Linked DNA regions of Anser cygnoides: region 2 is linked to region 1. Evidence: chromatin contacts called from public Hi-C data. All regions are on one chromosome and are shown on one strand. The core of a region is the stretch at or near the end of the contact, and the rest is flanking DNA. Distances in the headings are between cores, read along the strand shown. Region 1 overlaps LOC136786604 (a long non-coding RNA gene). Region 2 overlaps PDXK (pyridoxal kinase).

Region 1 (4,265 bases), core at 1,406-3,905:
TGTCCGCCACACACAAGCTGTGACATAAGTGGTGGGCAAGAAAAAAACAACTCCTCCTCTGTTGCAAGAGAGGTGAAGGTTTCAGCTCTTGGTTCCCCTAACGGTGACTAAGCTGTTCCCTCCATCCAGCCCCCAGCTACCAGTGAATGGAGAGACCGAGCAGCGCTGCGTATTCCTGTAAGCCAGCCGGCTTTCGGTAATCCCGTTTCGAGGCTTCTCAGAAGGCGTCTGTCAGTGTGTTGTTTTCACTAAATACATGGAGTGCAGATTAAGCTGCACTTAAGCATTTCATCCACCCTTTCTTTTCTTATTAAGCACTTCGCATAGGATTGGCAATCCCTTTGCTTAGCTGATGGGAAGGTGAGCGTGTCTCACTCTTAACTTCTGTTTGTACCTATGTTTAAAGTTTGGGTCTTGCTCCTGACCTGTGGTGTGCCTTAATACTCCTTTGCCTGAAACAGGATACTGCCAATACAGATTTTCACTTATGTAGATAATTAACGTTTTCAGGACACTTTGTTTTTTTACACAAAATCTCTCTAGTGTTAATGACAGCTCCAATTTTAAAGCACAGTACCTCCTCCTGCGTGCCTCAATCAAAACGGCTGCCCTGAGTCACATGCGTGCCCTGGGACAGGGGTGCCGACACATGGGCCCGTCCAGGAAAAGCCCTTCCAGAACGGCTCCAGGAACCACTTTTAAAAATCAAAAGAGCCTAAACCGGCTCCGGTGGTCTGTGTGGGTTCAGCGAATGACCCAGATGGAAGAGATGCCTACCACATTGACAACCCTTCTTAAATGATCTGTGCTTCTTAGCTTTTAATGGACCACGAGTGGTTCACGACTACCCTAGGTTTCTCTTCATCATGTTTCTCTAAACATGACGAAGGTTCATCAGATAGCTGAAATGCATTACAGGAAGGGGCTCAGACGTCGCCGTGATAAGCAAACATGAGAGCCTGCTCGGAACACAATAGAGGCTTCAGTTTGTTCCTAAATTATTCATCTTCCCCCAGGAGCGGCATTTCAGCACTGCCTTGGGCGCTGAGGGAGCACGGCCTGTTCCCAGGAGGGCGGCCATCCCCTCCCTGCAGCACCTCCGGGTGGGATCGCAGCCCAGCTCGGCCCGGCCCCTGTGGCACAAGGCATCGCTGCCCAGCCGTGCTAGGGGAGTCCCCTCTCCACCGAGATAGTCAGAGATCCTTCAGCCAGCAGAGCAGGAGACAGAAAAGCTGGGCTGGTTTGCTAGCATAGAGCGGCAAGAGAGGAAAGGGGTTGAGAAATGAACAACTGCAATTACACTGGGGCATTTTTGTCAGAGATACTCATACCCATAACTGCTGTCTGTCACTGAACTGAACTGTATTTCCCCTTTGCTCACTGGGTCATGTTAAATATGCCCGGTCTGTGTCACCCTCTTGACAGACAGCATCGGAGAAGTTTTGGAGCACGTGGGGTGCCCAAGAGGCTGCAGGTAGTTGGAGCCCCACTGCGTGGGGATGCCCTGCGATGGGTCCTGGTGCTCAGCTTGGCCATGAAGGGGCTCTGGCTGCAAAGAAGGGCGTTACCAGACAAAGTAACTTGGGGAACCACCACAAAACCCAACAGGGAATAAATCGAGCCTCATGACATAGCTCTCCCATCACGAGACACCGTGACAGCAGCAAGGGAGAAATGGTAAGAGGAAGAAATACATGCATCCCCAACAACAGGACCCAGGAGAACAGGGCAGGAGGAAAGACACAGGGGGGGCAATGGGGCTCCACTTCATGCTGCTCCACTTCTCTTTCTTCTGTCGTGTGGCAATGCCGTTAATTAGGAAACGTGAATCTATGGCACTTTCCCACTGCCCCCTCCCCGGGGAGCTGTTGCAGCTCCCTGCAAGACCTCGTCTTTCTCAACAGATTTCCCTCCAGCCCCACACTTGCTAGTGCCGAGGGCTGTGGCAATCAAGCGATCGAGCACTCTCCCTGCCGGTGTTTTCTTCCCCGGGCTCGCGCTGACCCCCGGGGTTATCTGACAAGACTTCTGTCAGACGTCAGCCGGAGCAGGACTTGGCACGGAGACAGCGCCGCAATACAGGAAGGCGTTGCACTTGTGCTGCCGAAGGTGGAGAGCACAGCCCTGGCACCGATGGTGCTTCAAACCACCCGTGGCTGCGGTGCCTGATGGCACAAAGAGTTGCGGCTGCAGAGCTGCCAGTAGCAGCCGGGTGCCTGCTTCACCTCGCCTCATCTGCAGGGTGCGGGATGCTCTCTGGAGGAGCAGCTTCCCTCTGGTTTAACAGCCTCAAGGGACGGGCTGATTCACCCTGCTCTTGCAGCACGCGGTGCAGCAGGGAGGTTATTGGGCTGGGAGAGCCCTGCCGTGGGCTCGGCTCCCCGCTGCCCTGGCGGCTCGCTGTGCTGGTGTTGCAGCGAGGTGCTGAGTCACCGGCGTGGGCTCTGAACTCTGCCCCTGGATGTGGCGGGCAATGGCCAAATGTCACGCAGGAGCTTCGTGGAGCAGAGAGAGGGGTCATCCTCCCCGGATGCTCGCCCTGCATGAGTGCAGGGCTGGCTAGCTGCCTGGCACAGGGCATGCTTGACCGCGAGGCCCCAGCCCTGCACTCGAGAGGTGCGTGCAGACCACCCCAGGCAGATGGGGTGCTAGCTGGGGGGGTGGGGGACAGTCCCGATAAGGGAAGCCATAACCAGGAGCACTGGCTTCCACAGCAAGCTGCACAAAGCGAGCGCTCCCATCCCTGTGGATCCCACTGCTCTGTGGGCAGGTAGAGCTGCCACCTTGCCTGGTACCACGTCCGGGACCCCCTGGAGCAGTGGCTGCAGCCCCCAACCCCATGGGCCCACGGGACCCTCCTGGCCTGGCTGCTGGAAAATGAAATTTCAGTTCTGCTGGAAGCCTTCCAATTTCAACATTTATTTTTCTTCCTTGAAAGAAGGCAAAGGGGGAAGCGAGCAGGGGCAGGGGGGTTGGGGTGGGTTAGTTGCAGCGGCATGCAGCGGTCTCACCAATGAATCCTGACACTTTGTTTTTGTTCAGGCTTCTCAGAAATGCTTATTTGGGAACGGGGCAAATATTTCAAATGTCATATTTGGATGGAAAATGCCTTATCTAGTAATAATAGCTAACCTTCCTCCAGCCTGAGACGCCTGAAAAAAATCTCACTTGGCTCGGCTCCATGCAGCTGACGGCCGACCCCCTTCCAGCCCCATGGCCACAGGGGGCACGGGCTGGCCCCTCTGCGCCTGGGGTCCCTGCAGGTTGCCAAGAGGTTGCACTTGGAAAGGGGGCTTGTCCCCGCTGCTGGGAGGGCTAAAGGACATGCTGCAACTATCCTGCATGCTTTGGAAGCCCGGGTTTGAAAGCAGCAGTCCAGCTCTGCTTGATTAAACACTCACTGTGTTCCCAGGACTGGGCTGCTGCTCCTCAGATAACTGGGAGTAAATCACAGGCAATTAGCGATTTGTCTGAGGTGCTCCTTGACTCAGAGCCCTGTAGCGAAGTCCTACATTACTCATTAGACCACACATCCTCCTTCCTCTCCGGGTGGCATCCGAGCAGCCTCGTCAGGGTGGAGGGAGCACAGCAATGTCACTTCACGTTTATCTAGGAAAAAGTTTCCCACACTCCTTCGTGGCTCTTTTTGTTTTGATTCAGAGATTTTGTTTTTCTGAAGAGTTAAAATAAATCTCGAAATGCAGCAGCAGCACTTCTTTGAGCGCAGTGTTTGTTGCTAGATAATCCTTTGAGGGAAACATTAAAAAGTAGTGCAGCATATTTGTCACCAGTCCAGAGCTGGCTGAACAAGGCTGATCCAGTATTTAAAATGTGGTGTGACATTTATGCATGGCATAAAGCACTTGTGGTCACTCGGAGCTTGTGACCACTGCTTCTCTTCTTTCTGGACATGAACTCCTCCTCATGGCCTTTCTCTCCGACCCTTCAAGCTGTTATGGCAGTGGTAAAACTCAACTTTTGTTCTGCTCGCTCTGTGCTGCTCCAAAAGTGTGGGCTGACGGGACACCTCCCGACCCACTCTTCCTGCTGCTACCTGACCGCATCCGCTGGCCACATCAGCAGAACCTGACAAGCACTGAATCATGTCCCGGTCAGTGCCCAGCCCAGAATTTGGGAATCTGGGAAGAAAGGTTTATCCTTTCATGCTTTCTTTCTCTTTAAAGTCACTTTAAAGCAAATGCGTCTGTCTTTAAAAATGTGGTATTTTTGCAAAGCTTTTAAGATTGTTTTTATCTTTCCCTTTT
Region 2 (4,632 bases), core at 878-3,377, 150 kb before region 1:
CCCCCCTGGACAGAACTAGAGGATTATTTACAGCTGGTCAATGTGGGAGGAAAATATTACCACTGTTAGGCAAAAGTGGGGCTTTTTTTCTTTTTGTCCCACACATCACAGGCGTGAATGAGTGCATATGGGTGGCAGACTGTGAAGAATCACATCAACAAGATATAATTATAATTTCTCATGTATCAGACCTACCAATCAATCCAACCACGCACTACACACCCACTAAGTGGAAGACAAAAATGTTTTGCTTTAAAAAAAAAAGGGGGGTGGGAACAGGCTATTTGTTCTGGAACAACTTAAAGGTAAGATTTAGATGGCTAAGTAAGCACATAATATGCTTATTATTAACAAAAATACAAATCACTTAAGAATTAAAGATGCACCCCCCAAAAATAAACAATGATGGAGTCAAAAAAAGACAACCTAGATTTTTATTTTTGCACATTAGGCAATGAGATGCTTTTGCAAACAAAACAGTAATAGAATAAAAAGCCCAAAATCTCTGTAGGTTGCATGACAGCTTTTTTTTTTTTTATTTGTACAAGAAGCACGATGCCATTCAAGGGTGAGTCACTCTAATCATAGCGTAAAAGTTCCTCACCAAGCAATATGACAAACTGTTCTCCCAGGGGAGCTGACTTAAAACACATTTTCCGAATTTCAGGATTATCAGAGACTAAAGAAGGCTGAATTTTCTGAGCAGAAGTCAGCAGAAATAGCCCTGAGGTATCTTAATCATTTAAAAACAGGGCAAAAAAAGAGCTATAATGATTCACTGAAGAAGGCCTGTTAGTCATGAATTCTCCCTGTGTTTTATCTTTCGCTGACATGACCAAGTTTAAAGATGGAGATGAGGAAAGAAAGAAGGCCATGTCCAAACACCACGTCACACACTTTGCTACCTTTGCCCCCTCTGGCATGTTGCACTCTTTTAGAAACCAGCGTTCCCAGCTAGACTTTGAAGCACAAGTTTACTCTTCAGCTTTAATCATGACCACAGCAAAGTTTCTCATAAGATGTTGTTCTCCTAAGTAAATCACCAGTTTTCTTCCCAGCTTATCCAGCACATGATCCCTGTGTGTTGTGGCACTGCTCCAGACGCAAGTCACAGCCCAACACAGCACATCCTGTTCACTAGTCCCAGCAGTAGCACAGGCTGCACGTACATTGACTTGTGTGCAGGCATGCATAAATAAATGTTCAGGCTGGACAAAAGTCTCCGTGAGGACAGCACTGGATGTTCCTCTAGCACAGGGAACGTGCAAAGCCCTTTGGCTTTGCAAAACTGGGCTTAGAATCTACGACTTCAGAAAGGGTGGAAAAGATTTCATGGAAAAACGAGTGCTAGAAAACTAGACATGTCATAAAAGAGAATACATCCCCTTCCTTTCTTTTCCATTCCTTCTTTTTTCATCCAAATAACCAAATCTTCTAAATAGAACCTCCTTTTATTTACTCTTGACAAGTGCCAAGGACTTACTGTATTTTGATTTTCTTCTGAAAACTTTGTTTCCCAAAGTCAAGAGATTGTGCACCAGTCTTTGTTGTTTTGCTTTTTTTTTTTTACCACATTTACTAAGACAATCAAGACTAAAGAAAAAAAAACCAAACTGATAACATAACTCCTAAATTCCAGAAGACAAATTAAAAGTTCCAAATATTTTAAAGGCTTGTGATCTCAGAGACATTTTTAGTTTTTGGAGGTTCATTTAGGCCTTCTAAATAAATAAATAAATAAATAAATAAATAAATTGCTAATTTATTGTTCCTTCTACAATCTTCATTGTCTGGTCATCCTACTGGTAATGTAATTTACCTACCTTTAGACACATTCAGTTTTTGGTCCAATATAAGCTCTTTTAATGCCCTATGAAGTTGTTTTATTCTTAAAACTGAAAGCCAACAAATGACAGGTGCTAATCCATTTTCAGTTTTTAGTTATTACTTCAGGTGAAAAAAATGCTTAATTCCTGGACGATTACAACAGTTTTACCCAGCTATCAAAAATGAAACAAAAGAAAACAAAATAACAAAATCTCAAACTCCAAAACTAAATACATTAATGAAATAGGTTGATCAAAAGATCTCTCAAAGCATGATCAAACCTTTGTACTGTGCCAAAGGTTGCAAGCAGAATAAATAGCTTTTTGCCTGAGCCAGGAAGAACCCCCAAGTCTTTGTTTAATTATTACTTCTTTCATGCCTTTCCTCAACAAGAAGAGATGGCTTTCTACCTACCTTTGAAGTATTTGTTTCCTTTTTCCAGGGTGAAACCCTGCTGATATGAAATTCCTTCCATGATAGGAACATCTTACAAGCTTTTGAAAGCTGCCTGGAAATGAACATGCTAAGAGAGAACAGAGGCTTCCCGATCTGCTCTCTGTTCCTCTCTGTTCCAAAATTTAGCAGCTGATTAATACAGTTGTACCTCTAAGAGACTAGGATATTATGTAAGTATTTGTCTTTTTTTTTTTTTTGTCAGAAACCACTTTGCTCTTTTCTAAGTCACTGAAGTCAAGATTTGTTCCTTGATTTTACCTAGAGTACATCTCCCCTCAAACAATCTGCCACCACCATTAAAGTAGATGTGCCTTCATTGATTCAAAAATAGCAAGGCACTTGGAGCTCCTTTACAGGCGAAAAGTTTTTTTAAATAAAGAAATTTCATCTTTCTTTTGAAAAATAAAGTTTTCTAGCACTATGCATATTAAAGAGTCATATTAAAGTATGAAGAAACATATTAAAGTATGATGCAAGTACATCATATTTTGTTCATGTTCAGGCTTAGGACTCAAGTAAAAATACACCCAAATGTATTAACACCTCATCCCTCCCTCCAAAATGTGATTTAAGGATAATTGCTCACCTTCTGGATGGGCACGAAGAGTGGGAATGTTTTGTTTAGCTCAGTATTATTCTGATGTTTGTGGTTGGTAATGTGATTATGAGCATCATAGGGCCATACAGTACAGAATGCAGTACTGAAGACTTCCCTGTTCACAGAACTGGCTGTGTAGCTGGCCGTAGTTATGTTATCTCACTGTCTGAGCTAATTATATTACTGCCTAATAAAAGAAACTCACACTCTGAAGTAGCAGAACAGGCCATTACCATGTCATATCATGCTCTAATCCCAAATCCACAGACTTCTGAGAGACTTGAAAATTACATTTATGTTTGATATCCTGAAAATGGGAGTGAAAGAGAACTCCTTTCCACTGTCATGTGATAAGCTGAGCCACACGTTGAGTACAGCTGAGTGATGGTGCGGTGGTGTCTTTAAGGTACATGTAAATATTTTACCTGTATGGTTTGAAAACTGGACTGAGTTCACAGTGTCAACTTCAAATCCCAAAACCTGTAATAAAACACAGCAATATTTCTTTTACTAATACAGCTTTGTCAATATGTTACTGGAATCACAAAACATAAGACAGCATTCTTATTTCTCACAGCACATTTAAAAATTTTTAGTGCTGTTTCACAGTGAAAGCTGAGTCAACATACATGCAACGTAAACAAACAATGCAGTACTTTAGCACAGAATGGAAAAAGTGACATTGGCAACAACACCAGAAAAACAGAGCCCTGAATCCTCAGGCAAGAGTTCATCTGGGGACAAGGATGGAGAGGTTGTCCCAGCAGCAATGACAGAAGCCATGAAGAAAGCCTTGGCTAGTTTTTCTTGGCAAGAAAAGCAGTCTGAATTTCAAGGTAATAAATGAATGCAAAATATGGAGGGAGGATGCTGCTCATATTTCAGAAAGCCAATCTTTCTAAAAAAAGGACAGAAGAATCCTTAAATGGGATCAATGTGATGAGCAATACTTGGATTTCACAAGTAGGTTCTTTACAGCTCAGTGCTAAGAGAATAGAAAGAAATCAGAGAGAATTAATTTGGGGAAAATTAGGCAATCAAAGGGAAAGACCTTCTAAAAGGACAAACTAAAAAAAAAATAAATCCTAAAGCATGCTCCAAACCCATCTGCTACCTTGCATTACCAGCAATCCAAATACTGAAAGAAATAATTTGCTAGTGCAATCAACAAACACATTCCTGCTGCCCAAAAAGAGATAAATATTTTGAAAATAAGAACACCAAGTCAGGAGAAAACTAACGAGGATTATTAGCCTGATAATACCTGTTCAATAGAATTAGGGATTACTGTTCAAGCCATTTTTAGACATTTTTGTCTACAACCAGAGAAATTCTAATGCAACAGTGACATAACAGTCTGACATTTAATATTTGCTTTCACATCCTACTTGCTCTGAGTAAGAATTCTCCTCAAAAGAAGAGCTGCTATATATGGCACAGTGAGTCATACCAGGAGATAACAGTAACGATGCATCACTGTTCATGATCCATTTTCAGGCAATTTGCTGAGGAGGGGGGAATGAATAAATGAGGCTTTTACCAGTCACGTTTTTCCCTGAGAAGCACATCTCTCTCTCTTTTCATCACGAAGGCGACCCCTTCACATGCATTAAAAACCTCTGTGTGTATTGTACCAGACATGAGATTTCCTCAGTGCTTGTACCTTCTCCCTCACATAAAGCCATTAAGTAACAAGCCCTTTATTTCAAACCCTGGGTCATTACAAGATGGAGGTATGTGCTGCAATGGAT

The links. A called contact is a pair of places that touch in the nucleus more often than the background predicts.
Region 2: a Hi-C map of liver shows a contact between it and region 1, with 9 times the contacts expected there. The contact joins two enhancer-like sites. A contact is called at or near these places in 2 of 7 Hi-C or Micro-C datasets (both in liver).

What each region holds. Positions count from the first base shown.
Region 1 is chr1:118,147,356-118,151,620 of Taihu_goose_T2T_genome, reverse strand. The region is part of intron 1 of LOC136786604 (a long non-coding RNA gene); the gene reads right to left. Among named protein-coding and RNA genes, the nearest start is that of SIK1, 18 kb to the right of the region's middle. Within about 2 kb of position 2,655, at least 1 of the 3 cell types and tissues checked has open chromatin away from gene starts, as enhancers often do. A contact at or near this core is called in liver, where this site is marked.
Region 2 is chr1:118,295,731-118,300,362 of Taihu_goose_T2T_genome, reverse strand. PDXK (pyridoxal kinase) reads right to left here. Exons shown (of 11, transcript XM_066979637.1): 2 at 3,307-3,361. It also overlaps the pseudogene LOC136786600. Among named protein-coding and RNA genes, the nearest start is that of PDXK, 22 kb to the right of the region's middle. Within about 2 kb of position 2,127, at least 1 of the 3 cell types and tissues checked has open chromatin away from gene starts, as enhancers often do. A contact at or near this core is called in liver, where this site is marked.